Linked DNA regions of Sus scrofa: all the other regions are linked to region 1. A link is a contact called in public HiChIP or PLAC-seq and promoter capture Hi-C data. All regions are on one chromosome and are shown on one strand. Each heading gives the region's core, a stretch centred on a gene start, on an enhancer-like site or on the middle of the called end of the contact. The rest is flanking DNA. Distances are from core to core; before and after follow the strand shown. Region 1 holds the start of LOC100626048 (vomeronasal type-1 receptor 4). Region 2 holds the start of LOC100737585. Region 3 holds the start of PPP2R1A (protein phosphatase 2 scaffold subunit Aalpha).

What was found. Promoter capture Hi-C pulls out the DNA fragments that hold promoters and counts their contacts. HiChIP or PLAC-seq counts read pairs in DNA pulled down with a chosen protein or histone mark.
Region 2: a contact with region 1 is called in a promoter capture Hi-C map of liver, with 1.8 times the contacts expected there. The contact joins the promoter of LOC100737585 here to the promoter of LOC100626048 in region 1. A contact is called at or near these places in 2 of 5 promoter capture datasets (fetal liver and liver) and 7 of 47 Hi-C or Micro-C datasets (differentiating spermatogonia, embryonic fibroblasts, epiblast stem cells and 4 more).
Region 3: a contact with region 1 is called in an H3K27ac HiChIP or PLAC-seq map of alveolar macrophages. The contact joins the promoter of PPP2R1A here to the promoter of LOC100626048 in region 1. A contact is called at or near these places in 7 of 47 Hi-C or Micro-C datasets (blood, fetal heart ventricle, fibroblasts and 3 more) and 1 of 2 datasets of contacts at active chromatin or transcription factors (alveolar macrophages).

What each region holds. Positions count from the first base shown.
Region 1 is chr6:58,016,009-58,018,708 of Sscrofa11.1, reverse strand. It overlaps LOC100626048 (vomeronasal type-1 receptor 4), which reads left to right and starts at 1,447. Exons shown (of 5, transcript XM_013998724.2): 1 at 1,447-2,700.
Region 2 is chr6:58,052,183-58,054,882 of Sscrofa11.1, reverse strand. It overlaps LOC100737585, which reads left to right and starts at 1,327. Exons shown (of 14, transcript XM_013998720.2): 1 at 1,327-1,474; 2 at 1,558-1,756.
Region 3 is chr6:57,963,545-57,966,244 of Sscrofa11.1, reverse strand. PPP2R1A (protein phosphatase 2 scaffold subunit Aalpha) reads left to right here and starts at 1,297. Exons shown (of 15, transcript NM_214024.1): 1 at 1,297-1,384. The coding sequence starts at 1,307.

The DNA of each region.
Region 1 (2,700 bases), core at 198-2,697:
CAGCCCACAGTGGATAAAAGAAAAAACCCAAACCGTTATCATATATACTGGAGAGGGAATGAATAAACGCATGGGCCCATCAGCGTGTCTTCAGCCACTGGAGGGAAAGACAATTCTAAAGCCCAGAATTGACAGTGCAACCTGTTTGGTGTCAGAGAGCTTTAACTGATGATAAAGAGACAAAGCAGACAAGGACAATGATGCCTAGCATAAATAAAGCCAAAGCAAAACCAGAGCCTTAGTCTTTGAGAACGGTGGAGAGCTGGAGGAGGTGAGATCTTTCTGGAATGTCTTGGAGATGAAACCTGAATTTTGTCCACAGGCCTAACATCTGTGAAGAGTTGCCGTTTAAGGATCCCGGCTCCTCTGTGACCGGCTGCATTGAGACAGGTGACTTCTGTTGAATTCATTTCTTCCTACTGGCCTCGAAGTGGGGTCTTCGCTCTCTCCTGTACCCCTTTTTCTTTCCCGTGATCCCATGAGGACGTGAGATCCCAGCTACAGTGAGTCCCATCCATAGGAAAGGAAACGGGAATTTGCCATGCTATGGCCAACCCAGAATTCAGTTGAAATCCTGGCTGTGGGTGATGTACTCCTCCAGGAATATTTTAATGCACCATCACTGCGCAAGTCACTGAGTCACACATCGAGGCAACATCAGTGAACAGGCAGGGGAACAGCTTTTATGGTGGTCCGTACAATCCAGTGAAGGAAAACAAGAGTAAGTAGATCCTAAAATGTCCAGGAAATGATAAAAGCTATGAGGAGAAATAAAATCTAGGAATAGATAGAAATTTAGGGTAATCTCTAGGTAGGAACGGAGGAGATTTCCCTCTCCTCAAGGAAGGGCTTTTCAGGATATAATCTGGGCCAAGACGGAAGTACTGAGGGACTCACCCATCATAATATTTGAAACCAGGACTTCCCGTTGTGGCTCAGTGGTTAACAAATCCGACCAGGAACCATGAGGTTGCGGGTTCGATCCCTGGCCTTGCTCAGTGGGTTAAGAATCCGGCGTTGCCATGAGCTGTGGTGTAGGTCGCAGATGCGGCTCGGATCCCATGTTGCTATGGCTCTGGCGTAGGCTGGCGGCTACAGCTCCGATTCGACCCCTAGCCTGGGAACCTCCACATGCCATGGGAGCGGGCCAAGAAAAGGCAAAAAGACAAAAAAAAAAAAAAAAAAAATTGAAATCAGAGAATATTTCAGGACTATTTCTATGATTGTCTATGACATGCTTCCTGCCTAGGAGAAATTTATTAAAAAAATTTTTTTTTTCCTCTTTAGAGCCACACAGGCAGCATATGGAGGGTCCCAGGCTAGGGGCTGATTCAGAGCTGCAGCTGCCAGCCTACACCACAGCCACAGCCATGCCAGATCCAAGTCTGTCTGTGACCTACGCCACAGCTCTTGGCAACGCTGGATCCTAACCCACCAAGGGAGGCCAGGGATGGAACCAGCACTCTCATGGATACTAGTGAGGGTCTGAGCCACACAACAGGAACTCCCTAATTGGCTTTTTGACGGCTATAGACTGCTCTGCTGAAAGGATGTGTTTAAATTACCGTACTATTCATCTGCTGATTGAACATTCAGGTTATTCCTAGTTTTAAAAAATTTCACCAAAATTTTTTGTGGTTAATATAGAAAGTTTGCTTTTGACAAAGATTCTTAACATTGGACTATCTAGACCAACAAGAATGAAAAATTTAAATTATAATTCTAAATTGACCTCTAGAAAGGAAGTACAAAAACAAAACAAAAAATAAAAAGGACTTATAGATTATATCCTCTACTACCCCCTTGGATGCATCAAATGACGGCTAATGTTTCTTAAATGTGTTTATTTTGAGAATGATGCCAATCTAATAGCATGGCCATCTCTTAATTACTCTGAAATACCCCTTATTTTTTTAAGGAAATATTTGCATATATTTGAAGCTTCACTCCTCCCCTTTCCCTAGAGAGGTAGCCACATTCCCAGGCCTGTGGCCCTTGCTCTTCACAAAGTCAGAGTCTCAGCATCGCCCCACCCCTCAATAGGTCTGTAACCAACAGACCTGTTGAGACTTGCGGTACTCATCCCCGTCCCCGCTCTACTTCATTGCCAAATTTCACCAGGACTTAAAGTCACAAGCGTTTTTTCACACTGTCTGGTCGCTGCTTTTACAACTTGTGTCGGCTCCTGCAAACTTCGATGATGGGCCAACGGCTCGTCTTAACACTGGCTCTTGGCAGCGGGGTTGGGGCTGCTCTCTGCCGTACGGAACTGTACTTCCTGTAAAATGGCCGCCTCCATGATGCTTTCTCATCACTGCGCGCGGGCGCCGCCATCTCTCCGTTTTGTCCAAAAGACGAAACAGACTCCGGCCTGCGCCGCCACGGCCTTGGATAGGGTCCAGCCTTTAAAAGATCATTCATCAAAGTGCTGCTGATCAACAATGAGGAGGGAAAGGCGAGGAGGTGGCCAAAAGTGATTTCAACTCCTGTTCCGAGCCGTAGCCTCCATAGGTACCGCTTCCGCCATGATCGCTGAGATGGGCGTGGTCACGTTACGTCATAGAGGTGGGCGCGAGCCCCGAACTCCAGCACCCCGAAACCGTCTGAGGACGCACCGGACCAGAAGCGTCCCTAGCGACAGGGAGAGAGGGGGCTTGGGCGCCACAGCACAGGAAATCATTTGGCATGGGAATCATTTTG
Region 2 (2,700 bases), core at 78-2,577, 36 kb before region 1:
ACGCCAGATCCCAGCCATGTCTTTGACTTGCGCCACAGCTCATGGCAATGCCGGATCCTCATAGAGACTAGTTGGATTTGAGCCACAAAGGGAAATCCTGTTTGTTTTTTTAATGGTACCCACAGCCTATGGAAGTTCTGGGGCCAGAGGTTGCATCCAAGTGGCAGCTGCAACCATGTGGGATCCTTTAACCCACTGCGCTGGGCTTGGGGTCTAACCTGCACCTCTGCAGCAGGCAGGGTGCAATTACATTCTTCACCCACTCGCCATAGCAGGAGTTACTATTTTTAGTTTTTTGAGGAACTTACATTCTGTTGTCCATAGTGGCTGCACCATTGTACATTCCCATCAACACATAGGAACTGTTGCCTTTCTCCACACGCCCTCCAGCCTATGTTATTTGTAGACTTTATAAGATGGTCATTCTGACTTTGTGAGGCGGTCTTTCATTGCAGGTTTGATTTGCAATTCTCTGATTATTAGTGATGACTGTACTTCCCCGAGGTCCCAATCCCAGTCAAAATTTAGGCTTGTCTCAGCTCTCTCTTTTCCTCTAGAATGTCATCACCTGTTTCACACTGCCAGTTTTTAAAAAAAATCTTATTCGGGCCTTAAAAGCTGCTTCCTGGAGTTCCCGTCGTGGCGCAGTGGTTAACGAATCCGACTAGGAACCATGAGGTTGCGGGTTCGGTCCCTGCCCTTGCTCAGTGGGTTAAACGATCCGGCGTTGCCGTGAGCTGCGGTGTAGGTTGCAGACGCGGCTCGGATCCCACGTTGCTGTGGCTCTGGCGTAGGCCGGTGGCTACAGCTCCGATTAGACCCATAGCCTGGGAACCTCCATATGCCGCGGGAGAGGCCCAAGAAATAGAAAAAAAAAAAAAAAAAAAAAAAAAAAAAGCTGCTTCCTGCAAGAAATTTACCTCCAAATCTTTCTGCGGATGTCCGATTACCTTTTCTTTTTCCAGAGTTCATTTTCTGCTGCTACACCAGCAGTTTAACTCTTTGTCAGTTTCTAAACCCGACCCCAATATAAAGTATAAAATAAAGGCCACCGGGATATTCCTTTACTGCTCAGTCCCCAAGGCGAAGTTTAAGTAGCTCCATACTTTCTTTAGAAACCTCGCGTTTCTGAAAATCGGCTCATTTCCTAAAGTGTGGACGTGGCAAAAAATGAGATTAAATTCAGCGGCTTCTCACTTTCCCAGCCACCCCAGGTTCCCTCCCGGAAGCCCGCACCCTCGGCCTTTTGTACGTAAAGTGTCCCAACGTGGCCGCCCACTGGCGCCCCGGCGACCGGGCGCAGACATATTGCCTTTCTAGGAACTACCGGAAACCCGTTCTTCCGCGTTTCCACAAACGTCTCAGACCCAATTCAGCCGCCGTAGGTGGACGGAAAATGTGTGCGACAGCCAAGTAGAAGCGGTTCTTGGAAGGTGTTAGGTTTAGACTCCTCTTGCTGGCTGGAGAAAATCCGGTCAGTGTGTGCATTTGTCCCTTGAAGTTTTGTGTGTGTGTGTGTGTGTGTGTTTTGACCCATAGAAGGTTTGTCTCTTACAGGGTGATGTCAACGCATAGGGTGGACGCCGTGTAATGTGGACTTAACGGAACAATTGCCGAGTCTGGTGAGAATCACCAAAGTAGAAGTATTTGAGAGTAACCGGGACCCGTCTGTCTGTGGTTGGAGTACCTTGCGGAGGGTGGTCTTTAGAACGATTAAGAATTTGTGGAGATCAGCAACCAAGTCCGGATCAGCAGGGTATGGGGGTCTTTGCAAATCACTTTGTTAAGGGTGCAGGTCGTATTTATGATGAACACAGGTTTTGGTTGAGGTTCGAGAATTAATATGGGGTTCGGTGTTATTGGTGCTTCCTTGGATGGTCATCTAATGGGTGTCTGGTCCAGATTTCGGATTAACAAGGGAGTGTGTAGTCCGTGTCTGTCGTACAGAGAAACTTGCTAGGTTTGGGCGCCTAGGATTCCTGGCTGTTAGTTGGGTTGAGGTTCCAACCTCGACCGCTGGGTACCAAGGCGGTATTCTGGGAGCAGCAGTTTGAAACTGCCTGGTTTTTAGCCTTGTGTTCGGGGCTTAAGTAACTGCTGACCCAGGGACTAATCCAGCCACGCCCATCCGTTGTGTTTCTCTTTGGCTGCTTTCGCCCTGCAAAGGTAGAATTGAGTTCTCAGGACAGATTTCAACCTTCATAGTAGAAACGTATACTGTCTATCCTTTTGCAGAAAATGCTTGCCAACACCTGCCCTCATAGCAATGAATAGTGTTGCTTATTTGCCCGATGTACATTCGCGCTTTCTTCTTCTTCTTTTTTTTTTTTTTTTTTTTTGGTCTTTTTGCTTTTTCTAGGGCCGCTCCAGCGGCATATGGAGGTTCCTAGGCTAGGGGTCTAATCGGAGCCATAGCCACTGGCCTATGCCAGAGCCACAGCAACGCGGGATCCAAGCCGCGTCTGCGACCTACACCACAGCTCACGGCAACGCCGGATCTTTAACTCACTGAGCAAGGCCAGGGATTGAACCCGCAACCTCATGGTTCCTAGTCGGATTCGTTAACCACTGCGCCACGACGGGAACTCCTCACACTTTCTTCTTTACTGACAGAATTTTCATTTTATTCATTTATTTTTTGTTTTGTTTTTCATATAATACTGGTACCATTATCTCTCCCCCCTCCCTTTTTTGCTTTTT
Region 3 (2,700 bases), core at 48-2,547, 52 kb after region 1:
GCTCTGAGATTTCTTTAAAGACTGATTTCCTTAGGGAAGCTGAATCCTAATGGTGTTGCCTGGGCCACTGGTTAGGGCAGAACTGGAAGCAGGGGTGTGTGGTATGATGGTTCTCATTACTGGTCAGATCTTAGGAACCTGGGCTGCTGCCAGTGGTCGAGCAGTTTAGTGTGCCACTTGGGGAAACTGTGGACTGTCAGATAAAGGACATCCCTCTCTTAGGGTGGGAACTGTGGAACCAAACTGCAGTGCTGAGAGACTTGTCTGGCTCACTCATTTGGATAATCATGGTCAGGGTCTGCTCTTGGAACAGTCTGACCAGAATCAAGCTGCTGATTCCATCTGTCCGATGCAGGGGCTCCCTACGCATAGGCACACTGGGACTCCCATAGCTCCAAAGGGCTGGCAGGTTTGGGGTAAGGGGAATATCCGGGGAATAAGGAGGGCAAGGATTGAAATATGCAAGCCCCCTCCACCACCACCCCTGCCCCTTTTAGGGGGAATAGTTTCCTAAGTGGAGTGGGTAGGGTCTTTGGGAAAGATGGTTTGGACTGTCCGGCGGCGGGGGGGGGGGAAGAGAAAGAGAGAAAAGCATGGTGTGCTCAGGCAGCCAATTTTCCAAAAGGAGACGTGCCTAGAGAGGGTTCAGGAAATCAGATAGACATACCAGCCTGAGGGGCCTAGGTTTTACCCAGAGAATAAGGTTAAGTCGCCATCCTTCCCTAGGCCTCGGCATAATACGGCACAAATCAAGGACGCACTCCCACCTCCTCCCGCACAAACAATCTTGGAGTGCGCCCTCCCGCCAGGCAGGGGGACCGCTGCCTCGCAAGCCGAAACCTGTACGATTCTGTTCCCCACATGATGTCACGCATTCCAAGCGACGCACGCGGGTAAGCTTTCTCCAGGGCTCGGACAGGCAGGCTTCGCCACCTTCCAATCCCGCCCCTCATTGGCTAGAAACAACTGCTCGTCTAGGCCGTTGTTGGCGGCGACGTAGGCGGGCACAATCTTAGTCGCTAAGATACCGCGTACTTCCGTTTCCTCCTCCCCCCTCCTAGGCTCCGGCAAGCTCAATCTCTTCCCTTGGACCAATGGCAAATGGGCAGTGGGCGGGACTTTATTTGTCCGGGCCAAAGAAACGCAGGCTTGGCCCGGCGTAGCGCGGCCAATGAATGTAGGGCAGCCCCTGTAACGTGGCCCGGGCGCCCCCAAGTCCTTCTCTCCTCCTCCCGGCCCAGCCCCTCCCTACCCGGGTTTCAGCACGGCGCCGGCCGCAGTCTGACAGACACAAGACGGAGCCAAGATGGCGGCGGCCGACGGCGATGACTCGCTCTACCCCATCGCGGTGCTCATAGACGAGCTCCGCAACGAGGATGTTCAGGTCCGGAGGCTCCGGGGGACTTGGGGAAGAGAGGAAGGGGTACCTGGGGGGCACCGGCGTCCCTCGCGGAGAAGATTCAGTGTTCGCAGGGAGTGGCGGAAGGGGGCGGCGGCCAATCAGTGTTCCGCTCACACCTCTCCGGTTCCCCGGACTCGATGAGACGGCGTCCGGGATTGGGTGTCGGCCCCGCAGAGGGCGCGCTTGGAGGGTCCCCAGGCCTGCCAAATGCGCGTGGCCGCTCCGGGCCTCGGAGGCCGCGGCCCACGAGGGGTCGGCCGACCGGGTGGGGGAGAGGCGAGGGGAGGGCCGGGTGATTGGCGGCGGCCCCTGAATGGCCCCTTGGGGATGGAGTGGGCTCGCGACTTTCTCCGAGTGGGGGAGGGGCCGCCGGATTGGTGGGGACCCGCGTAGGTTTTCTCCTTTCTGGGTTCGTGCGGCTGGGGCTCAGCGCTGTGGGTGTAATCTCTCCAAATGGAGACGGAGACGTGAAGGATGACTTTCCAAATCCTGCTCTTCTTCTCCCGGCAGTTTTGGTGTAGACCCTCCGAAAGAAGCGGGAGGCCAAAACCCCACTCCCAAGGGTGGAACTAGCTAAATTCCGAAGCGAATTGCCAGCTAGCCACTGGCCCCCCCTTCCGGTGTTCTCCCCTTAACTGGGGCCGGGGGCGGGGGGGGGCAGTTTACCAAGCGGGCTGTCGTTTCTGATGAGTGGCATGGGGTGGCGAGGGGTCGAGAAGAGGTAGGACTCAGGGCTTCGCCCATCCCAGCCCCACCTCTCACCCGCCCATTGACCTTGTGCACATTACTTCACCGATCTGGGCTTGTTTTCCATAAAACGTGGGCCAGTAATAGTCCCGGCCTCCTTGGATGGTAGTGAGTGACAGAGTTTATAACAGAAGAAATACTAGACGGCGCCTGACCTGTTGTAAAGGCCCAATAAATGTACCTGTAATTATTGGGAGTGGTGATTGAAGAGGTCCATCCTCCCTTTGGGCCTCAATTTCCCCACTTATAAAATTGAACCAGTCGCGGAGTTCCCGTTGTGGCGGAGTGGTTAACGAATCCGGCTAGGAACCATGAGGTTGCGGGTTCGATCCCTGGCCTCGCTGGTCAAGGATCCGGCGTTGCCGGATCCCACGTTGCTGTGGCTGTGGTGTCGGCCGGCAGATACAGCTCCGATTAGACCCCTAGCCTGGGAACCTCCATATGCTGCGGGAGCGTCCCTAGAAGAGCCAAGAGAAAAAAAAAAAAAAAAAAAATTGAACGGGTTGCACTGGCCCAGCCTCTTAAGGTTCCCACCGTGTGGCTCTAGCTCT